Regions from separate parts of the Mus musculus genome. Here region 2 is linked to region 1. The links are chromatin contacts, called in public promoter capture Hi-C maps. All regions are on one chromosome and are shown on one strand. The core of a region is the stretch at or near the end of the contact, and the rest is flanking DNA. Distances in the headings are between cores, read along the strand shown.

Region 1 (5,502 bases), core at 1,086-3,585:
TTCTTTCTGCCTCCTTCCAACTCCACAGAATGAGACTGATGCTGAATATTATCTGGCCCTTTGGTCCAGTGGACTTGGGACATAAAAAAACAGAGACTGTGTCAGGGCCCAGTGCAGGAGGTGCCCCTGGACCCTGGACATTCAATACCTCTGGCAGTCCCTCTTCCTCTAGGGGACACTGATTTCAAACACATTAACCACACCCTCAGCCATTATCTATCAGTATTAGTTATCTGTGGTGTAGCTATCTACTTGCCATGCACCAATGGCTTCCTGGGTATTTTTATAAGCACTAACCAGGAGAGACAAGGTTGGAGGCCTGAGCCCCACATCTCACCCTCTTCATCCTTCTCAGGCTTCCTAGAGTCTTCACCCATTCATGTCTTCCCTGCTGGCACATCTCCCGATTCCTTTCCCCATCCTTCTTGGCTTCTCAGCCTTTTCTTTCTTGCCTAGCAGTTACCCTCCTCCCCTGTTGACTCATATCTCATAATCTGCCATCTATCTATTTATTTTTTATTTTTTTACTTAATGGAACATTGCTGGGGATGAGGGGCTCTTCCTCAATTGAGACTGAAGACCCACACCTTTCCTTTCCCAGCCAAAAAGTGATTCTTGGGCTCAGTGTGTAGCTCAGAAGCAGAGTACATATTTAGCAGGCATAAAGTCCAGAAGTCAATCCCCAGCACCAAAAATAAGTAAGTAAATAAGCAAATAAGCAAACAAACTGTTCCCTGGAGAATAGCAAACCGCTTCCTTGGAAGAAGCCCTGGATAGTGTTCTTCAAAGGGCGGAACTGTATGTGATTGGCATGCTTGTATATGTATATGTATATGTATATGTATATGTATATGTATATGTATATGTATATGTATATGTATATATTTTTTCTGATCTATACATTTACTGCTATGAGCATTTACAGTAATGAAAATCAGTATGCTTCAAAGAGGGATTGGAGGGCAATCTTTTGAGAGGACAGGGCTCCACACTTGTCAAAGGTGCCTACTTGGGGAAAAAAAATCACATTTCTAAGCCCCATTTGTACAACTGTAAAAGACCTACCTACCTGGGGTGATCAGGCACTCTGGCAGCTGTTATTTATTTAACAAGAGTTAAAATGTCAGCAATGGCTTGCCCCTAAGTTCTCACTGCGTCTTGGACACTGGGCATTGGGAAGTGTCACCTCTCAAAGATATGGGCTATTCCTCCCTTCCAAACTTATTTATTTTGCACATTGTGGGAGAAAGGTGGGGTTCCTGCTGTCGTTAAGTAACCTCTGGAGTCTTTAGCCAGAGTGACAGAAAGAAAACACTAGGAATTTGGAGTCGTCTCTTTCCTTAGATCGGAGGCTAAGAATAAGCAAACACGTTTTATATAGGTATGGGTCACTCAACTCCTTTAGCCAGCTAGGAGCCAGGACCAGTGCTGGATGCCTTCATACAAGAGCCCTTAACAAGATCTGCTTTGGCGTTAGGCACTTGCAGCATCCAGTTTCCGTGTAGGCGCTGATAGACACTTCCTCCCCTTGCCCACAGGGCCCTCTCACGGTCACTCACCCAGCACCTTCCAAAGGAGAAGGTTTTGGGGGCTGAACCAGCTCCACCCCAGAACCACACTGACTAGGTTCTTTCCTGCCCATCACCACCAAGACCAGGGTGGATTCTCCCCGACTTCGCCACATAAGGGCTTAGACGATCATCTGAGGGTCGTGAAGATCTTGCCACAGTCCGCGACAGCAGCAGTGGGATAGGAAATCGTTTGGGGGCCAAAAAATACCAAGGGAAAGGACTAGCACACCAGCAACTTTCCTGTGTCTCCGTGGGGGAAGTTCCACCTCTCGTCTAAGCAGCAGCTTTCCTGCATGAAAGCTCTGCTCAGATCCAGATACAACCTAGATTGTCTGGCCCATGGGCGCTCAGACGCCCCCGCGAGCTGGGGAGCATTTTCCCCAGGGCTTGGCTCAGATCAGGCAGGCGCCTTCCATCATCCAATACAATATTTCAGCACCATTCTTTCCCACATTGTTCCTAGGTCTTCCGCACCCACTTCCATCCCTCACTCACCCCCCAGGGGTTCTCGTGTGCCCCTTGCCCCAGAACACGCTGAGTTCAAGTATGGACTTACCGTGCAGCAGTCCATTGCCGGTGTTGAGGGTCCTTGGCTGGGGTGGAGCCTGGCGCAGAGCGGGGGTGGGTTTGTACGATGCTGGGTGGCAGCTCAGGGGCTGTCGGGCACTCCCCGACCAGCGCAGAATCCTTGCAGAACCAGCCTCTCTCCTCTTGGGTCCGGTCTCCCGCGCTCCGCAACTCTTGCGAATGTAACCTGAGCCCTGCGGCCTCGAAGCCAATCAGAAGACACTTTCTGCAGGGTGGGCGGGGAGAACTGGAGCGAGGACCACTCCTTCTCTCGACTCTCTCCGCCTCGCTCGCTTTGGTGCTCCAACCTCTCCACCTACACACTTCCATCCATTCCTCCTACACACCCCATCTCCCAAATTCACCCCCCCCCCCGCTTTCTAAGTCGCAGACTGCCAGGCAGATGTACGTCGGAGTAAGCACAAGGCCTCCAACATCCAGGGCACAAATACACATCTGGGTGCAGCACGCCCTACCGCCCATAGATAGAAAACCACGAACCTCACCCACCTCCCTGTTCTAGAGTCCCAAACATTACTCCCTCTATTTCCCCTCTCTGCAGAGATGCCCTCCTCACTCTAGTTACAGAGAAACCTGATGGTAGACAGCCTACATGATGGGCACATAGTGACATAGACGCTCCAAGCCTCATGCATCCATACATACTCCCAGGCGGGGTGGTGTGGTGTATCTTCCCACATACAGACACTGCAGACACAATAGGCAAAAACAACTCCACAGGGCCGTGTCCACACACCCTGTGAAGCACAGGTAAACGGTAGACCTCCTGTTAGTTAGCACATAGACAAAAATACCTGCATTCTCACTGCTGGCAATGTCTGCACTAAGTGTTTTCTTTTTAAAATTTTTAGCAAGAACACTGTATTGTCACACGTTGATTCTACGTATTAATTGATTCCATTGTGACCTACTTGTGCCCTTTAAACCATGTTCACCTGGTTACCCTCTTTTGCCCCTTCCCACTCCTGATAACCCCTACTCTTTCCACAAGTATCCCTTTTATTGCCATGTCTTTTTTTTTGGAATGGGGGGGTGTCGAGAAGGAACCCATTGAATTTTGTTAGTGTTGTTTATAGGAGCACGGGCAAGGGCTTCTTTACAGCATTGTAGGCACTGTACTAGTGACTGCACCCCTAAAGTAAATGTCTCTCCCTACCTCACCAACTATTAATTGTGTATAAATCTTCAGGGTGGGGTGGTACCTCATAAGCCCCTCCTCTTTCCATGATAGAGTGTTAATGGGCCCACTCTTGTGGAGATCTTGTGCAGGTGATCCAGCTGTTGTTAACTCAATAGCCAAGTCATGACTGGAAATCATCATTCCATACCTCACCCCCCTTCTTCTGGTTCTTAAATTCTTCCTACCCCTTCTTCCATGATGTTTCCTGAGCCTTGGAAGTATTGGTATATATGTGTCCTCTCTATGACTTGGCATCCAATAGCCTCTAATTCTCAGTATTTTGACTAGTTCTAAGTGTCTTCCATCATCACCGACCAAGTATCTATTTTGTATCTCTCCATGACCTGTGATCTATCTGTCTACTTATCCATCTATCTATCCTTCCATCCATCTGCACCAAATAAAATCACGTACACCCAGCACCCACTTTGAATGTATTTATATCCTGGTACAGACTTAGCACACCCACCCATCCCACTCCTCACACTAGACTTCCTAACCTTTTGATTCACCGCTTCAAAATAAGACAAAAGTTAGCCACCCTCACACTTGCTCTTTGGAAGAAAAAGGATGCTGTCAAACCAAGCAGTGTTGCGGTTATCACTGGTTTTGGCCCTTTGGGCCCATGCTGGGGCAGGATGTGGTTTAGAGAGAGGCTGGAAAGCAGAGATATGGAAAGGAACATCTGGGGTATGTAGCTTGACCTTTTTGTGGTCTCTAAACCTCCTAGCCTGTCAGGGTAGTATAGCTGACTGTGTCACATGATACCTCCTAGCCTGTCAGGGTAGTATAGCTGACTGTATCACATGATACCTCCTAGCCTGTCAGGGTAGTATAGCTGACTGTATCACATGATACCCAGGTGGTTGGGATCCCTTTGAGAAAACTCAAGTCCTCCTCAGCTAAGTTCTCCAAGGAGGGACAGGGAAAAAAATTACTGCTTAGAGTAGAGAGGAAGAAATGCCTGGTGTCTCTGAACAGGACAAGGGACCTCAAACAGCCAAGCTGCAATGGATCCCACTGTCACAGGCCAGCCACACTAGGACTGTTGAATGCTTCTATTCCACTGAGTGTCTAGGTCATGGCTTTCCTTGTTAAAGGGAGAATGAGTGGGAGGGATATACCAGTGTCCACTCAGGTTGGGAACATGATTAGCCAGCTTGGGGCTCCGAGCTGAGCTGAAGGCTGGCTGGGATTCCAGGGTTGGGGTGTAGGGGTGTCTCTCCCAGCATGTTTGGGACCCACCCACCCCTGTAACAGCAAATCTGTTCCCCAATCTGTCTCTGGCACATCTTTAGTCCCCCCCCCCCTCCACCAAATGGCAGGATGTCCTAGGAACTAAGGTCCTTGCCTAAATGACAAACACATCTGTAGCCTCTGCCTGTGCCAACTTCCCCTGTGCTTTTACTCCAGGACCCAGAGGGGAGACGGAAGGGGGAAACAGAGGGGCAGAGAGGATATCAGATCTGGACTCTGCCTTTCCCAAATTAGAGCTGAGGAATTCGGGATTTGGTGAGTCTGCGGTAAAGTCTTCGAGTTGCTAGGCAACATTGCTCTGCAGGCTCTGCTGCCTCTGGGCCCTTCTTCCTGCTGGTCAGAACTAAAAGGAGGGGTATCTTTACCCCCCTCTTCCAACTCCCACACAGCACCTCCCTCCCTCCCTCCTGTAAGACACCTTTGTGTGGGGTGAGGGTGTCTGAACACTGGCAGACCCATGGGATACCAGATACGGCAACTGTCAGTTCCAACCACAAAACAACCATTTCAGCAACAGCCCACTTGAAGTGCCCACACAGAACTGGCCTCAGTGCTTGGCCTGGGGGATGGGCAGGCTTCAAGGTGAGGAAAAAACAGACAGAGAGGAAGGCAGAGCCCAGATTGAGAAGACAGACACACTCACAACTCAAATACACAGAAGTAAGTGAAACACACACACACAGACGCAAAGGCACACAACACTGGCTGCTCATATATCTTCAGGAACACCCTGAGCAGGCTGTCACACTGTGACATCCAACACTTCTTCCTGTTGGATTCCATCACTGCCTCGGAGCACAGCTTAAGGCTAGTGGGAAACCTCTCTTCTGGACAAGGTGCCTGGACTTTGTCAGCAAGGTGAGCTGATTGGGCTCTGAACCCATGGTTTTCTAGGTGAGCTTGGAG
Region 2 (5,502 bases), core at 1,773-4,272, 85 kb after region 1:
ATTTCTTGTAGTCTAATTATTGCCGTAAGATAAATTCCCAGAAATGGAATTGCTGGGTCAAAAGATAAAACCTTCTCAAAGGCTTTGTCAAATCCCCATTTTTTTTTGTTAAAATTATGAATTTGCATAACTGTGCCTTTAGCAACTGTGTGTAAGAATGGGGACGGTCCCATGTTGAACAGGGTTGTGCATTTCCTTGGCTGACTCAGGCTGGCTCTGCTGCATTGTTAGACCTACTAACTAACTGATTGACCAAACTACCATGTTATCTCCATACCCTCCAGAATTGACCATATTTATATGTCCTTTGTTTGAAACAATTTTTCTTTCTTACACTTTCCTAGGTCTTTGCTTGGATCTAAGGGAACTACTTGTGATTATTCAGTATGGGTTAGGTGCCCTTTCCTCAGATAATCTTGTAATATCTTATGCTTTCGTTTTGTTTACATGTGAGTCATATAGGTGGCTATGTTTTTTTGGGGTCAGGTTTGTATTCCTAGTATGTAGTTGGTTAGCATCAATGATGGCTTACAACACAATATGAAAGAACACTGTCAGGAGAGGAAGCCCTGCATCTGGTTACAGGCTAGTCAGAAGGATTGTATGTTCATCCTTAGACAAAAGGAATAAATACATGGGCCAAGTTCAAAATTAAATTCATGAAATATCTAATGCTTAGACTTTCTAGCTGAGTGGTAGTTCTTGTCTTTTATGGAATAGGAAATTACACAATTAAGGTGTTAGGAAAAAAACGCCCAACCTTCAGTAGAATGGCCACTGTCATGGCTTAGGTATTACCCTGTGACCATTGCAGATACTTTCTATTCACTACCCTCTGTCTCTTGTACCTCATATATATATATATATATATAATTTTTTAACCATACTCCTCCTTAAGAAGGCTTCTGTGTATATGTGTTTGTGTGATGTATGCTTATGTGTAATTTTGTGTGTGTGGTATGTGCTTGTATGGTGTGTGTGTGTGTATATGTGTATTTATGTGGTCTGTGTCTGTATGCTGTGTGTTTGCGTGGTGTGCATTTGTGTATATACCACAGTGTGCATGTAGAAGTCAGAGGACAGGCACCCAGTCCTCATCTTCCTCCTTGTTTAAGACAGGGTTTCATTGCTTACCACTGCAAACACCAGGCAAGCGGGTCTACATGTTTCTGGGGGACTTTCTTGTGTGGGCTTCCCATTTTGTTACAGAAATGCTGGGATTACTGATGTGTGCCACCTATCCTGGCTTTATGTAGGTTGGGTGGATCTGAACTTGTCTTAATGCTTTTGTGGGAAATGTGTACTGACCCATCTCCCCGGCCACTGTGCCCTGTTTCCCAGAAAGGGTTTTTGTTGACTTTCTTCCACCTAGCATGGCTTAATGACTTACTTTCTTTTTTTACATGTACTTGTTGTTTGAAGGTGACTATGTAGTTCGTATGAAAAATATGCACTTGGATGCATATAACCATGGCATCTGGTCTTTTAAATTTGACAGTTTGCAGAAGCCTCTTACCCTTTAGCCTTAACTTTATCACCAACAAAAATATGCTAGTTACTTTTTATATTACCATATGTATTTATATAAGTATGTGGATTCAAAGGGAAACACCCAATATGACAACTCAAGATAGTGTGGTACAAGGTCTGGGACTGGAGTTACACATCTGGGATTCCTACTCTTTGAGCTGTGTAATTGTGAACAAACATCTTTCTTATTTTAAGTATTGCATGACTTAATCTATGTGAAAACATGCTGGGTGCTAGCATTTATTATTGTTGTAAGAAGTCAGGACATTTGCAGGGAGAGCTGTCTTGTTAGGAAAGATGACAGATGGTGTTTGAAGTAATGCAGCGGTGAGATCACAGTTAGAAATTCAGGACTGGAGCCCATGGAAGAGACCATGGCTGGTGGGGCACTCAAGAGTTACTGATAGACAGGTGGCTGGAAGCATGAGGGAAGGAAGATCTGGAGGCCGGGTTTAAAAGGGATCTTGGAGGAACAGATTGAAAACTTCACTAGTATTTGTAACATCTTTTGAATGTGACCAGTTTTGTGGGTTTTTTTTGTTTGGCAGTTACATATCTTCATTAGTCTTCGTATTTGTAAGAAGCACCATGGGAGGTTGAACCAAGCTTCTTCGCAGTACTTCAGATTAGGAAAAAAACACAAGCATTTCATTTGGGTGTGGAGTATGCTGGTGCCCCCACGTGGCCAGGGTGCAGCAGTGCCGTCTGGACAATTAAGGGAATTCTCAGTCAACTGCCATTTTGAGGAAAGGACTTTTTGACTTTGAGGGTCGATTGTAGTGGGTCTTTGTGTTGAACTTTAGGCTGTTTCTAGTGACTTTGTTGGTTCGTTCCTATTATGTCACTTGCTGGTGACTCGGGTTCCACTTGCAGTCCTTGCATTGAAAGAAGATGGATTACTCATTAGATCTCTCTCTCTCTCTCTCTCTCTCTCTCTCTCTCTCTCTGTGTGTGTGTGTGTGTGTGTTGGTGCAGGTGCATGCACTTATATGTAGAAGACCATAGGACAACTTTGGGTATGGTTGGTCATGTGCTATCCATCATTTTTTGAGATCAAGTCACTCATTAGCCTGGAATGTGGTCTCTGTTTCCACAGTGCTGGGATGTGATTTCTGGTGATCAGACTTTCCATGCAAGCCCTGTATTGGCTGAGCTGTCTCCTCAGCCTTATTCTTTTAGTTTTTATGAGATTCTGGTGTGAAGCACAGTTTGTCATTTCCTATGTTAAGACAGATTTGCATGCTGAATCTTAACAAGAGAACTGGAATGTTCCTTTAATTCTGTGCCATAGTCAAGGCTGTGGCTTGTCACTGTTTCAGCTTTCTGTTTTCCTAATGTCACACTCGTCACTCACGAAGCAGAAAACATCTTTAAAGTTTCTTCTGGCCATGTGATGATATGAGGCTTTTTTTTTCTTCTGGGCAGCAGGATGAGTAAGACTGGATAGAACAGTCTGTGTAGCTTCCCTGATGGGGTCAGACGTTTTGAAAGAGTGTCAAACGACAATTTGGATGCTGGCCAGACTGTGGTCTGATTTACTGTTAGATCGTGTTTGTAAGAGAGACAGAAAGTAGGTGGATGTCTTCCATTGGCTGGAACTAGGACTGGGAAGAAGGTGCTGTCTAAATCAAAGAACAGTGTGCTCGTAGGAACCAAAAAACTAAGAAAGTAAGAAATAGCAGGAAATACTGTGTCACAGTAGTTGTAAGGTTTTTTTTTTCTTCTTTTTTCATTTGATCTTTTATTATGGTATACTAGTTATATATAATGATAGGTTTCATCAGGATATTTTCTTCATGTACATAAGCAATTTGGTCACATTCACCCCATTACTCTCTCTTGTCCCCTCTCCCTCTTGCTAATCCTGCTTCTCTTTCCAGGTAGCTCCTCTTCATGTCATGTGTGTGTATGAGTGTGTATGTGTGTGAGTGTATACTTGTGTGTCTGTCCATGTCCCAATGCGGTATCATGGGTGCAGGTTTGCTTATCGGAGCTTGGGTACCTTACCAGTAGCTACATCACTGGAGGAAATGTCTCTCCTTATCAACTGTTAACTACATATAAATCCTCAGTGGAGGAGCAGGGGTGGGGGTAGGAGTCCATGAGCCCCTCCCACTTTCATGATATTGTTGACAAGCCCAGTCTTTTACAGCTTTTATGCAGGTAATCACAGACATAATGAGTTGTGAGTTCCAGTATAACTCACATATAATGTAAGGGTATATGTATCCTTAGATACACACATAGAGTGTATCATCTTAGAATTCTTCCTAACCTGCTTCAGTATCCACATGGCTTGCTCTCTCTTGTTTATTTTGTTCATTGGCTATATCTCTCCTCTGGAATGTGATCTTGTAAAATTTTTGCCTTTTTTTTTTTTTTGTCTGTGTTAGAATCAGAAGTTAGTGGTCCATTCCTCTAAAGGTATACCCTTCCTTTGACTTTTACATTCTTCTCTGCTTCTTCCTCAATGCTCCCTGACCTTTGGAGGGATTCATACAGTCATTGAATTTATGCTTGGCATTCAATAGCCATTTGTTCTCAGTACTTTGACTAGGTCAAGAATCTTCCAGGAGCCTCTGTTCTTTGCAGGCTAAGGGGCATATCAACTTTCAGCATGAAGTAGTTAGTCTTACTGCTCACTGTCTAGAGTCTAGCACTTACCCTCACTGCTCCTTCACTAGCCAAGACTCCCATTGACTTAGTGTCTCTTATCAGAGCCTTCCAAACCCTCCTTGCTTCTACCTTGACTCTTTAGGACATTCTCAGAGTATCAGTCAAGGTTCCAGGGTCCCCCCTCTCCCATTTGAGTGGCAGCTGATGCTAACAAGGCCAAGTATGCTTTGCTCCCATCACCTCCTGACCTTACTTCTCAATGCTCTCTACCTATTCCATTTGACTCATACTGGCCGCCTAATTTTTTTTCCTTACATACACTAGGCGTACTCTGACTTTAAGTTCTTTAATTCTTTTTTTCCTGCCTGCAAAGTGTTTATTTTCTATTGCTACATAGTACTATATTTAGCAGCTTAAAACCATCCAACATATATTTATTTATTATCTCGCAATTCCCATGAGTGTGATGTGAGCTGGGACACAGATGGCTTAGCTACAGCCTCTGCTTGTGGTTACAGAAATGGTGTCTGGCAGAGCTTGAGTCTCCTCTGAGACTTGGGGTTCTTGTTTAACTCCCATCATTGTTGGCAAAGTTAATTTTCTTGAAGCTGCAATAGGACTTATGGCAGTCAGATTTCTGAAGGGCAGCAGGGCCACTCCATGGCACCAGACCTTGTCTGAAAGGCATCCCTGACTTGGTCAGGCTCACCAAGCTTCCCTCCTTTTTGGTGATCTTGAAGCCAACTGGTTAGCAACATTACATCTGCAAAGGCATTCTTTGCCGTGTTACAGGATGTAATCATAGGAGTAACATCCCATTACCATAGTCTGTTAGTGAGAAGCAAGCTTCAGGTCCCCATCACAAAGGATGTAATATCATATAAGGATATAAGGGTCATATAAAGGTCAGAGTGTATCATCTTAAAATTCTTCCTAACATGCTTCAATAGCCACGTAGCTTACTCTCTCTCTTTGTTGTTGTCTTTGTTCAGCCCCAGAACTCTCTCTTTTCTATAATATATATGTAATATGCATATTACATATAATATATATTTTTCAGTATATCTATTATTTTCTTGATGGTAAAGTGAGTTATCACTTTTGTCTTATTTTGTTCATTAGTCATGTCTCTCCTCTGGAATGTGATCTTGTAAAAAATTTGCAATTTTTTTTCCCTATTCTATCTTCTTGGTGAGGTTGGTGCCTGAGTCAAGTAAACATTTGTTGAGAGGATGACTGAATGGACTGACTGATACTACCCTAGCTGTTGATCCTTCACAGGCTCTTTCTGGAACAATATTTTCTGTACATTCTGGTTGTCTTTGGTGAGTTGCCCTAGATCCCCAAAAGTTAATC

Evidence for each region. Promoter capture Hi-C pulls out the DNA fragments that hold promoters and counts their contacts.
Region 2: a contact with region 1 is called in a promoter capture Hi-C map of hippocampal neurons, with 3 times the contacts expected there. The contact joins the enhancer-like site here to the promoter of Nrgn in region 1. A contact is called at or near these places in 20 of 39 promoter capture datasets (the 3T3-L1 cell line, the C10 cell line, the HPC-7 cell line and 11 more), 30 of 484 Hi-C or Micro-C datasets (the 3T3-L1 cell line, 8-cell embryo, B cells and 16 more), 9 of 115 datasets of contacts at active chromatin or transcription factors (the SCID.adh cell line, bone marrow-derived macrophages, craniofacial prominence and 6 more) and 4 of 9 other capture datasets (adipose tissue, embryonic stem cells, liver and 1 more).

Annotation. Positions count from the first base shown.
Region 1 is chr9:37,550,410-37,555,911 of GRCm38.p6, forward strand. Nrgn (neurogranin) reads right to left here and starts at 2,336. Exons shown (of 4, transcript NM_022029.2): 1 at 2,128-2,336. The coding sequence starts at 2,142. Gm46107 (a long non-coding RNA gene) reads left to right here and starts at 5,035. Exons shown (of 2, transcript XR_001779124.2): 1 at 5,035-5,454.
Region 2 is chr9:37,634,314-37,639,815 of GRCm38.p6, forward strand. All of the region lies in intron 7 of Siae (sialic acid acetylesterase), which reads left to right. Among named protein-coding and RNA genes, the nearest start is that of Tbrg1, 20 kb to the right of the region's middle. Within about 2 kb of position 3,023, at least 12 of the 459 cell types and tissues checked have an H3K27ac peak or open chromatin away from gene starts, as enhancers often do. A contact at or near this core is called in cortical neurons, hippocampal neurons, neural progenitor cells and 1 more, where this site is marked.